Linked DNA regions of Mus musculus: region 1 is linked to region 2. Evidence: chromatin contacts called from public Hi-C data. All regions are on one chromosome and are shown on one strand. The core of a region is the stretch at or near the end of the contact, and the rest is flanking DNA. Distances in the headings are between cores, read along the strand shown.

The links. A called contact is a pair of places that touch in the nucleus more often than the background predicts.
Region 1: a Hi-C map of uterus shows a contact between it and region 2, with 1.9 times the contacts expected there. The contact joins the enhancer-like site here to the promoter of E2f6 in region 2. A contact is called at or near these places in 1 of 39 promoter capture datasets (macrophages), 1 of 15 datasets of contacts at CTCF or cohesin (the NIH/3T3 cell line), 7 of 484 Hi-C or Micro-C datasets (the C2C12 cell line, embryonic fibroblasts, embryonic stem cells and 2 more), 10 of 115 datasets of contacts at active chromatin or transcription factors (the SCID.adh cell line, embryonic fibroblasts, embryonic stem cells and 5 more) and 3 of 9 other capture datasets (adipose tissue, liver and pancreatic islet).

Annotation. Positions count from the first base shown.
Region 1 is chr12:16,851,891-16,856,815 of GRCm38.p6, forward strand. No RefSeq gene overlaps it. Among named protein-coding and RNA genes, the nearest start is that of Gm36495, 3.4 kb to the left of the region's middle. Within about 2 kb of position 2,136, at least 56 of the 459 cell types and tissues checked have an H3K27ac peak or open chromatin away from gene starts, as enhancers often do. A contact at or near this core is called in the NIH/3T3 cell line, adipose tissue, liver and 2 more, where this site is marked.
Region 2 is chr12:16,809,689-16,815,246 of GRCm38.p6, forward strand. E2f6 (E2F transcription factor 6) reads left to right here and starts at 1,277. Exons shown (of 7, transcript NM_033270.2): 1 at 1,277-1,627. The coding sequence starts at 1,520.

The DNA.
Region 1 (4,925 bases), core at 886-3,385, 43 kb after region 2:
CTGGGGGTGGGCAGAGGCAGCTCAGTGGCAGAGTGTCTCACATCTGCAGGTCTCTGGGTCCCACCTCCAGCACACCAAACAGAAAACAAACAAAAGCCCCCAACTTTCCAAGCCAACCAAGGCCAGATAGCAAGATCCTATCTCAAAAGCAAAAAGAAATGAATAAGACCCCTCGGTCTGGGATGTAGCTCAGTTGGCAGAGTGCTTGCCTAGCAAGCATGGAACCCTGGGTTCAATTCCCAGTTCCCTGTAAACTGAGCATGGTGCTGCAGACCTATCATCTTACCACTTATGAGGTGTAAGGTGTAGAATCAGAAATTCAAGGATATAGGATTTGAGACCAGCCTGGTGTACAAGAGACCCTGTCTCTAAATGTGTAAATAAACAAATAAAACAAAACTTCATAATTACTGATAATAAAAAACAAATTTTCTCCAGCCATCCTGATCAAGAGATTGAATTAATTTAATAATCTACATAAATTTTGCCTTATCATTATCATATGAAGAGGCTATCAGCTGTAAGCATCCAGTAATATAGTCCAATAACAGAGGCAAAAGTAAGGATACTGGAGAGATGGCTCAGTGGTTAAGTGCACTCATTACATTTTCAGAGGACCCAGGTTCAATTCCCAGCACCCACATAGGGTAGTTCACAACTGCCTGTAATGCTAGAAATGCTAGGGGGATCCAATGTCTTTTTCTGACTTTGTAGGCACTAAAACACAAGTGAGTGTACACACACACACACACACACACACACACACACACAATAATAGCCTGATATTGGCACATACCTTTAATTTCCAAACTCAGGAGGCAGCAGCTGGGGATCGCTGTAAGTCTGAGGCTGTTCTACATAGCAAATTCCAGACCAGTCAGAGTTATTTAGTGGCATCTTGTCTCAATAACAACAATAATAATTATTATCATCATTATCTAAAAAAGCACTTTTAAAAATAGTCATGTAAGATGGTTATAAACATGGTTGTTTATTTTGGATCTGTTTTTTTTTTTATCATTTTTTCATTTACTGCTGGGTGAGAGAGGCTAGCTGAAGAGTCCGTGAGCACCATGGTGTGCACGTGGAGACTTGAGGACAATCTTTCAGAGTCCATTGTCACCTCCCACCTTGGTTCTGAGGGAACTATCTCTCATATTCTTTCTGCTGCTCTGAGTATTCCAGGCTAGACCTAAAAGCTTCCAGGAGATTCTCCAGCCTCCCTCCTCCCATCTCATAGTAGGAGTGCAGGGATTACAGACATAACCTACCACATGTGACTTTCTGGAGGTTCCAGGGATCGAACTTAGGTCCTAACGCTTGCTCCTGCTGAGCCATCTCATTGATCCCGGATTTTCTCTTTATGCTGTAACTGCAATCTGTTGTGATGTCCCCTTAGAAAATACTCCTGTCAGGATTGGGATGTAGCCTCCTGGTAGAGAGTACTTGTCTAACAGTACTTGCCCTTCCCCAAAGAAATCCCTTTAATGTTGTATTACAAATGTGTCTCGTCTTTCGATTAAAGATCCCTCCACACTGACTAACTTCAGGCCTCACTGAACCTGGAATCATTCCTGAAAATCTTGTGGTTTGGAAGGTAGAGCGATTGATTGCCCCGGTTCACTGAAGTCAAGGGCTAGAGTTAAGTTGCTGACTCACTCTGAGTCTGGGTGGTTTTCTGCTAGATTCTGGGATCTCCAGGCGTCAGGACTGCCAGGCTGTGTGTGGACTCTCCCTTTACTCCTTCCTACTCTACAAATTCCCATAGGAAAAGCCAAAAGGGATCTCGCAAGGAGTCCTTGATGAGACAGCCTCTGCCAAGAGGGGGCTGGAGCATCCCGCTCTGCCACAGCCCACACAGGGAGGCTGCGGTAGAGAGACACAAACCAGAATCAAGTGACTCAAACAGACAGCTTCTTCAGGAGGAGCACATGACAGGTGCAGCCAGGAGTTCTGCATCCCAGAGTAGGACCCCAGTGAAACACTGGTGTGGCTCCCACATGATCAAGAGAGGCAACGGCAGACAGCGGTAGGATTTCATGTCTGCACTTCCGCGCTCCTGAAACAGCTCAGCTTTGCAAAGAAATGGCTTGACTGTGTTGAGCCAAGGCCACACCCAGGTTCAGGCTTGCTGCCAAGGGCCCTAACTGACCACTCATCTTTGGCGTTGGGCCTGTGGACACTCCTTTTGTTGATCAGGGCTCTTGAGAATTACAAAGCATTGCCTAACCTGTGTAAGCCCACAGATTCAATCCCCAGTACAGCAAACAAAATATATTTTGAAAGTAATAAAGTAAAATCATAAAAGCATTGCCTCTGGGAGCAAAGAGGACCTAAATGTCACTGAAGGCTGTGACTCTTAAAGGGGTGACCCTGACAAGGACAGTGAAGATGAAAATGGCGACAAAGGGCTAGAGACATGGCTCCACGATTAAGTACATGTACTGCTGTTGTAGAAGACCTGAGTTCAGTTCCCAGCATCTGTATCAGGTGGCCCACAATCACCTGTAACTCTAGCCCCAGGGACCTGATGCTCTCTTCTGGCCTTCAATGGTACTGGCACACACTTGCACATACCCACATATGTACACAAACATATTAAAATATAACAAGGGGCTGGAGAAATGACTCAGCAGTTAAGAGTACTTTATGCTCTTCCAGAGGACCAATGTTTGATTCTCAGAACTCATTTGGGGACTCAAAACCATTCACCTGTAACTCCAGTTCCAGGAGATCCGATGTTCTCCTCTGATATCCATAGCATGTGCAAGGTATATGGACATATATACAAGCAAAGCACCCAGACACATGAAATAAACTACAAATAATCAAATATAAACACATGTTCAATAAAAAGAAATTATTTTAAAAGCCTATCAATGAGGATATTAAGGTAGCTTTTTTCAAAAGCAAAGTGGATACAGTTTGAGAATTCCCATCTTGGCTAAAGTTGTATATTGTTTCACCAATGTTAAAATCTCTTTTGTAAATGATAGAGACTGTGATAATTCTGGCCAGCAGTTGGTGTTACCATGTGCTGGTGGACACTGGAAGTGTATCTCATTTAATCACTGTGAGAACCTTAAGAGATACACACTATTGTTAACCCAACCTTGCTTCTGAAGGAACTGAATTAGGGAGAGCCAGTTTGCCCCATCTCCATAGCAGCATGTCCTAAGTCAGGACTTGAACCCAGACAGTCTGGTTTTATCAGGCATATCCTTAACTGTCCCATCATTCTATTGGAGTAGACTACAGGTGGTCTTAGAATTCTTGCCTGCATCTCCCAGAAAAAAGGTCTAGGGGCTGGAGATGTAGGAATGGGGTTTTTGTCTTGTATGTGTAAGGCTCTGGATTCTATTAAAAAAAAACAAAAACAGGCATGGTGGCACCGACTATAATCCTAGCACTCCAGAAACAAAGGCAGGGGGACCAGAAGTTACTTCAAGGCCATCCTTGACTACATGATGAGTTCAAGGCCAACTTGGGTTCCATGAGGCCCTGTCTAAAATAATAAGAAATAGATTGCTGGGCGATGGTGGCACATGCCTTTAATTCCAGCACTTGGGAGGCAGAGAGAGGCAGATTTCTGAGTTCTAGGCCAGCCTGGTGTACAAAGTGAGTTCCAGGACAACCAGGGCTATACAGAGAAATCCTGTCTCGAAATCCCCCTCCCCCCCCCCAAAAAAAAAAGAAAGAAAGAAAGAAAGAGAGAGAGAGAGAGAGAGAGAGAGAAAGAAAGAAAGAAAGAAAGAAAGAAAGAAAGAAAGAAAGAAAGAAAGAAAGAAAGAAAGAAAGAAAGAAATAGACAGATTGAACCTAATGCTTTCTTCACAAACTGCAGTAACTGGGACATCTGGAGGCTTGAAAGCCACTAATGCAGCCCATTCAAAGTACAGGACTTTTAAGGGGATGAGGCAGGGATAACCCATTGTCATCTTGGCCAGATGGACACAGTGTTAGATAAAAAAGAAGACCTGCCTGGTGCACCTTCAGCATTTTCAAGACACTGGCATCTGGGGATTTCCCTTGGTGTAGACAATAGCTGACTTTAGGAATAAATTCTGAAAATAATTCCACCTGCATTCCCGGGGACATCCTGCCTTTGACAACGTACTTCTGTGCAGCCCCCTGAACACGGCCGCATTCATGCTCTGCTCAGTGGGAATTTCCAACACCAGGGCCTAGAAGCTCCACCTCCTCCCACTCAAGGACTGGGCTTCCAGGTTGGCTGTTTCCATGGTGAAGGTGAGAAGAAGAGAGAGGTTGGATCATTTCCATGGCAACTACGCAGGAGTGGTGGTTTCCTTGGCAACAGTGGGAAGGTAGAAGCAGCTGGGCTCAAAAGATCCCTCCCCCATCTCGGCTCTTCCACCACAAAGACCACATGGCAATAAAGACACATGCTCCTAAGGATAGAAGTGTTCCGTCTGGGCTCTGGAATCAGAAAGACTGTTTGGAATACATTATTTCATTATTTGTTTTCTCATTTATGAAATGGGCCCAATAATAGAAGCAGTTGAATTGGGTAATAAGAAGCATCAACACAAACTTGGGTATGTGTGAGCCAAGGTAAAGCCTTGTTATTGTGAAGTACCTAAGGACTACCACATAGCAATTACTGGTTTTGCTCAAATGCAGAGGGGAGCAAATCAGATTTTATGAAGCCATTCAAGAAACAAGGAGGCTGGGAGTCAGGAATCAAGTGAGTCTTCCTGAGTCTCGCTGGTCAGGAGCTGGTATTGTGGCTGAAAGCCAAGCACTGGGACTAACAATCCACTGTTCTTCTTCTTCTCCTCCTCCTCCTCTTCATTTTCTTCTTAAATTTTAATTTAATTTTATGTGTATGAATGTTTTGCCTTCATATATGTCTATATACCACATGCATGCCAAGTCTGTACCGAAAGATGCCAAGAGAGGGTGTA
Region 2 (5,558 bases), core at 27-2,526:
TTAGAAGAAAGCAGACATGTTTAAAAGTAGCATCTAACTAAGGGCAGACAAAGTGAGGAATCAGAGAAAGATTTGACAGAATGAGTCAGAGGATATGCCCAACTCACAAGAGAACAGGGCAGGAAAGAAGCTACTTAAGAAAGGGAGGTGGCAGTTTACTGGGGCAATTTTACAGAGACAGGTTTTTGAGAGAACAAGCTAGTAACTTCGATCAGTAAGAACTCTCCACATTACAAATTTAGAAACTAAGGCACAGAACGACTTTTAGAAACTGGCTTAAGACCTTACAATTTGAAAAGATACCTATGGCTCCAGGTCACTTACTTCTCTTTTCTTTTCTCTTTCTAATTTAGTTTCTGTGCATAGAAGTTTTGCCTACATGTATGACTGTCTAACATGTTAACATGTCCGTGCCTGGTGCCTGTGGAGACCAGAAAAAGAGCATTAAATCCCCCTGGGCCTGGAGGTAACATATGGTTGTGAGCCACCCTGTGGGTGATGGGAATTGAACTCAGGTCCTCTGGAAGTTCTCCTAAACTTAGCCAGTGCTCCTCTCCCAGCCCGTTAAACTGTTTTATCTTTCTCCTCCATTGGATTCTGATATCCAGTCTATTATATTCAAAACAGTATCTTCTTGAGCCAGCCCAATACCTGATATAATAATAAGTAATCAAAAACTGATACAGAGCCGGGCAGTGGTGGTACACGCCTTTAATCCCACTTGGGAGGCAGAGGCAGGCGGATTTCTGAGTTCGGCTACACAGAGAAACCCTGTCTCGGAAAACCAAACCAAAAATAAAATAAAATAAAACTGATATAGAGGGTAAAGTTTGTGGTTTTGGGACAAATTCTACTCTCACTACGAACTTTAGCTGACTTCGAATTCAAACACGTGATCTCCCTGCCTGGGCCTCTGTGGAGCTTGGCTTTGAAGCTTGCACCTTCTGGTCCCTCCAAGATGGCTTGTTTCATGAGCATGTGCTAAGCACCTTTAGATGACTGATGGGAGCCCCACCATCATCGCCCCGGGGCACTCAGAACCTGCAGTCCGCTGGTTGGGACTAGAGAGCGCCTGCTCCGATCCCCCGGAATCCCTGCTCCACCTCTTTTCTTCCCCCAACCCATCCCACCACACACACCCCCACCCCCCGCCGCCGCCATCCTCTCCAAGGATCCATCCTCCGGAACACCCGGGCGTCGGCAGCGGGCGAGGACCGGTGTGCGCGGGAGATCTAACGGACGGCGCTGCGCATGTGCAAACGCGGGTGCACTGCGCATGCGGAAAGATGGCCGGCCAGGGAACCTGAGCGCCTCCGCGGTCACCCTGGTCCCCTCCGAGCCTACCCTGACCCCCTCTGCGCCTGGGCTCATCGCTGCGCGAGTGGGACCGCGGCGCTTCGTGGGTGGAGCCGCAGTGCTCCGTGGGTGGAGCGGGCGGCGCTGAAGGGGCCGGGAACGCGCGCGCCGAGCCTCCGGGGAAGGCGGGAGGGCGCGTGGGGCGCGAGGGGCGCGGGACAGCATGAGTCAGCAGCGGACGGCGCGGAGACAGCCCAGCCTGCTGGTGGACCCGGCGCAGGAAACGGTGCGCCGGCGTTGCCGAGACCCCATCAACGTGGAAAACCTACTGGTGAGCGGGGACCCGGGCCACGGGAGGTCAAGTGCTGTGGGACGCGCTCCTTGCATCGGGCCCTCTGCACAGTGTCGCTTGCTGCCCCGGGGCTCTCCCTGCAACTCCCAATTCTTGAACCGCCCTTTGCTTTTTAAATGTTTCTATTGGATTTTTCTTACTTTGTGTTGGGGTGGGGGCCGCGAGCGCGTGGATTCCACGGGGCACGTGTAGAGTTTAGAAGGCAACTTGGGGCAGTCTGTTCCATGCTTCCAGCCTTGTGGTTCGCGGGATGGAACTCTGGTAGAGTTTGTAAAGCTCGGTGGCAAGTGCCTTAACCAACTGGGCGATCTTGCCTGTCCATCTTTGCTGTCTGACAGGGGAAATGAAAGAGTGAGAAAGTTCCCTCCGTTCCGTGCTTCCCACCTTTCTCAGGGTCCCTGCTGGATTCTTCCTTTGTCCGTTTCTCCTGATCGCTGTTTTCTCAGCAAGGCAAGCTGTATCCAAGCCATTCTGGCGGGTCCTGTGCCATGAGCATTGTCTTGTCTGACTCCTTGGAGCAACCTTGAGATAGTTATTTTTAGAGTTTGTCAGAACTGACCCAGAGATGTGTGTACAGAGATGTCTGGCCTTGGGGCTAGGTAATGAGGAAACTGGGAAGACCCTCAGAATGACTGCAAGTGACAGCCTTTCCCAAACTTCTCTCTCTCTCTCCCTCTCTCTCTCTCTCTCTCTCTCTCTTTAAGTAATTTCTGCTCAGTTTCCACCTGATCTTGCATTACCACCCAGCACTGTGCTGGGGACTCTAGTCCTAAGCACTTGGTAAGATTGTTGTAAATAAGATCCGTAGGTCACTGATGGTTTTGTCAATTACAGTATTCGTTTCACACCCTATCTTGTGTCATAACTAACCACTCACTTTTGGCTGAGAACTCTTTGTTGTGTTTTTGACAGCCATGGTGGGTCCCCTTGTCCCCTTCGCCTTCCTTTTCAGACACGTGGGTGTCATCCAGGATTCTCTACAGTTTGTTCATGTAGGTGACCGCTCACTACTGCTAACTTGTGGCCTGTGATCATGGTAGGTTTTTTTTTTTTTTTAAGGATTTGATAGACGCTCTAAATGAAAACCGCTTAACTTTTGGTTATCAGAAGATAACGTCTTCTAAAGTCTTAGATTTCTTATCCAGTCTGGTATTTTTAGTTGCCTCGAGGTAACTCCCAAACCTGTACATCTTTCCTGGAGCTCTCCAACTGTTTGTTAGATGTCCCTTCTTAAAAAAGAAAATGTCTTCGTGGATGCCACGTGTGTACTGGTGCCCACGGAGGCCCGAAACCAGTGTTAGATCACCTGGAGCTCATAATAAGTGGTTATGAATTGGCACATGGATGAACTGAGCCCTCTGGAAGAACAGCGAGCGTTTATAACTGCTGAGCTGCAGATTTCAAACTCTGATATCCAAAGCCAGATTCACAGACACACCCCACCCCACCCCCGCCTTAAGAAAGCAACCTCTTTCTCGAATCCCACCTTAATGGTGCTCTGCCTATCGTGGTGCCTGAGCCAGCACTCTGGACATGGCTGTTACCTTTTCCTCTGTTTCAGAATCACCCCCAGACACCCCCCCTCCCACCCCCAGGTCACTGAAGTCATTCACATCAGCTATTCTGTGCTATAATGCCATCTCGACCAGTTTCCTGCCACTGTTGCTGCCTCTCACTCACCGCCTGTGTGCTTCATCCTTAACGTATGGTCTCTTGAAGGTGTGTTTCTATCTTCATTTGGCCAAAGGAATTAGTGGTTCCTTAGTGCTCCCAGGACAAAGTCGAGTCCTCGCAGCATAATCTGGCTCCATGTTTGCCTTTCCTAAATGATCTTTCTGAGGTTGCATGCTCCATCCTAGGCCTCATTTCCATATTGACGTTTGTCAAGATGTCTGAAGTCCAGATTCATGGGTAACTTGTCTTAAGACAAGTGTCTTTAGCTCCTCTTTACCTCAAGACTGTTAGCCAGACTCTGTGTGTCCCAGAGCAATTCTATACTTGACTGCTCAGTCCTCTGCGGGTCTGTTTGATACTGTAGTGAAGATCTGGCCATGGACAAAGGATTAAGCAAGAAGTTAATAAAGTAGGGACTCTATTTTCTTGCCTGTAAAATAGTGACTTAACATGTCAGTAGTATTTTTTTAATTGACTAGCAAATGCAAAGAATTAATAAGCCATGTGCAGAGCAGTTACATAGCTTGCTAAGTGTTGTTGCCAGGATAAGTTAAATGGCTTAAACCTGCTCTTGGCTTTGGGGAGCAGGGAGAAGACAATCCTGGATGGAGGTGAACTTGGTTTGCACATTAGATGATCAGGAAGATCTGGGTGGTGACATGAATGCAGTCACCTTAGAGAGATTCGTGTTCAATGAGCTCTTGAAGGAGTCTTGCTCCCACACAGGGAGCTAATACAGAGAAACCTATGCATAGAGAGCAGTAACTACTTAGGAGGCAGTGCCTAGGACATTAGTCTCTAAAAGTCACTTTTTATTTTTCTCTCCACCTTTAAAGCTTCTAGCCAGGTGTGGTGGCCCAGTTCTGTAATGCCAGTCCTTGGGAGGCAGAGACAGAAGGATGGTGAGTGAAAGGCCTAACTAGGCTATATAGCAAGTCCCAGGCTAACCTGGATTGTACAGTGAGATCCTGTCCTCATCGTTACCCCAACCCTCCAAACAGAAGATTCTAAAGCCACCTAAAGCTGTAGATACAAGGGATGGGGCCGGGGGATGGTGCTATTCCAGTCTGTGTTCCAGATGTAGACACCGAAGTTTCTAGATGTGAGAATTGGAGCAGTAAGGAAGTGGGTTGAAGCTTGTCAAATGTGCAGCTCACTCACCAGAGTCACTGCTGAGTGTTCTCTGAAAGTCCTGAGGTCTCTAATGGTGTCCACTGGGGCTGGGGGAGGGGGCACGTGGATAGTCTTCTGTCCTTTCATGTGTCAGCAAGATGGCTTTGCAGCTTCACAGTGAGAGTGTTAGCCAAGCATGGTGCTGGGACACTTATGTGGTCCCAGCACTCAGAGGCTGAAGCAGGAGGATGGCACATTTCAAACCAGCTACATCGAGAGTTCTAGAATAGCCAGGACATTATAGCAAGAAACCATCTCAGAAAGAGAAGGAAGGATTTTAGACATGGAGAAGACAATGAATGATGGTTTTGGAACCTGTTTCCTATGTCAGTCCATGCGGTGTATAATGCATCTGCATTTGTTGCAGGGCATGGGCTCAAGTCTCATTGGAGTGCCGTCCTTGTACCAAACTGTTAGCAGAGGAGATGCCCCCTAAAGCAAATGGGCAGCCAGTAAGCAGTCTTTGTGCAGAGCTTGGCCCTCTTGCTCTAGGTTAAATAGGAGCTTCTGCAGCAGGCAGCTATGAGCATATTAACACTTCAGGATACTTGTTAATAACACACTGTTCACATCAGTGTGAGAGGTTGGGCTTGTTTCTCAATTCAAGAACCTTGCTATGAGGCAGGAGTGTATGCTAAGTTGAGAGTGTTTACTTAGCACAGAACCCCAGGTTCAATCCCCAGGACTAAATAAATGGGTGTTGAGGCATATGCCCACAATCCCGGCACTCAAGAGATGGAGACAGGAGGATCAGAAATTCAGAGTCATCCTTAGGGATAGGTTGAGTTTGAGGCTAGCCTGAGCTGTATGAGACCTTTCTCAAAAAAGCCTAGCAGGCCAGCCAGATAGCACAGTAGGTTGTGGTACTTGCTGCCAAGCCTTACAGTCTGAATTCAATCAATGCCCAGGAACCATATGGTGGACGGAGAGAACGGACCCCAGCATGTACACCATTGCACATAGATGCAGAATAGATAAATGGAAGAAGAAAAGCCTTGCTTAGGTAGTTAGCCCAGAGTGTGTTTGGAGAAGAGTTCCATGTAAAAATAGCAATGACAGTTGA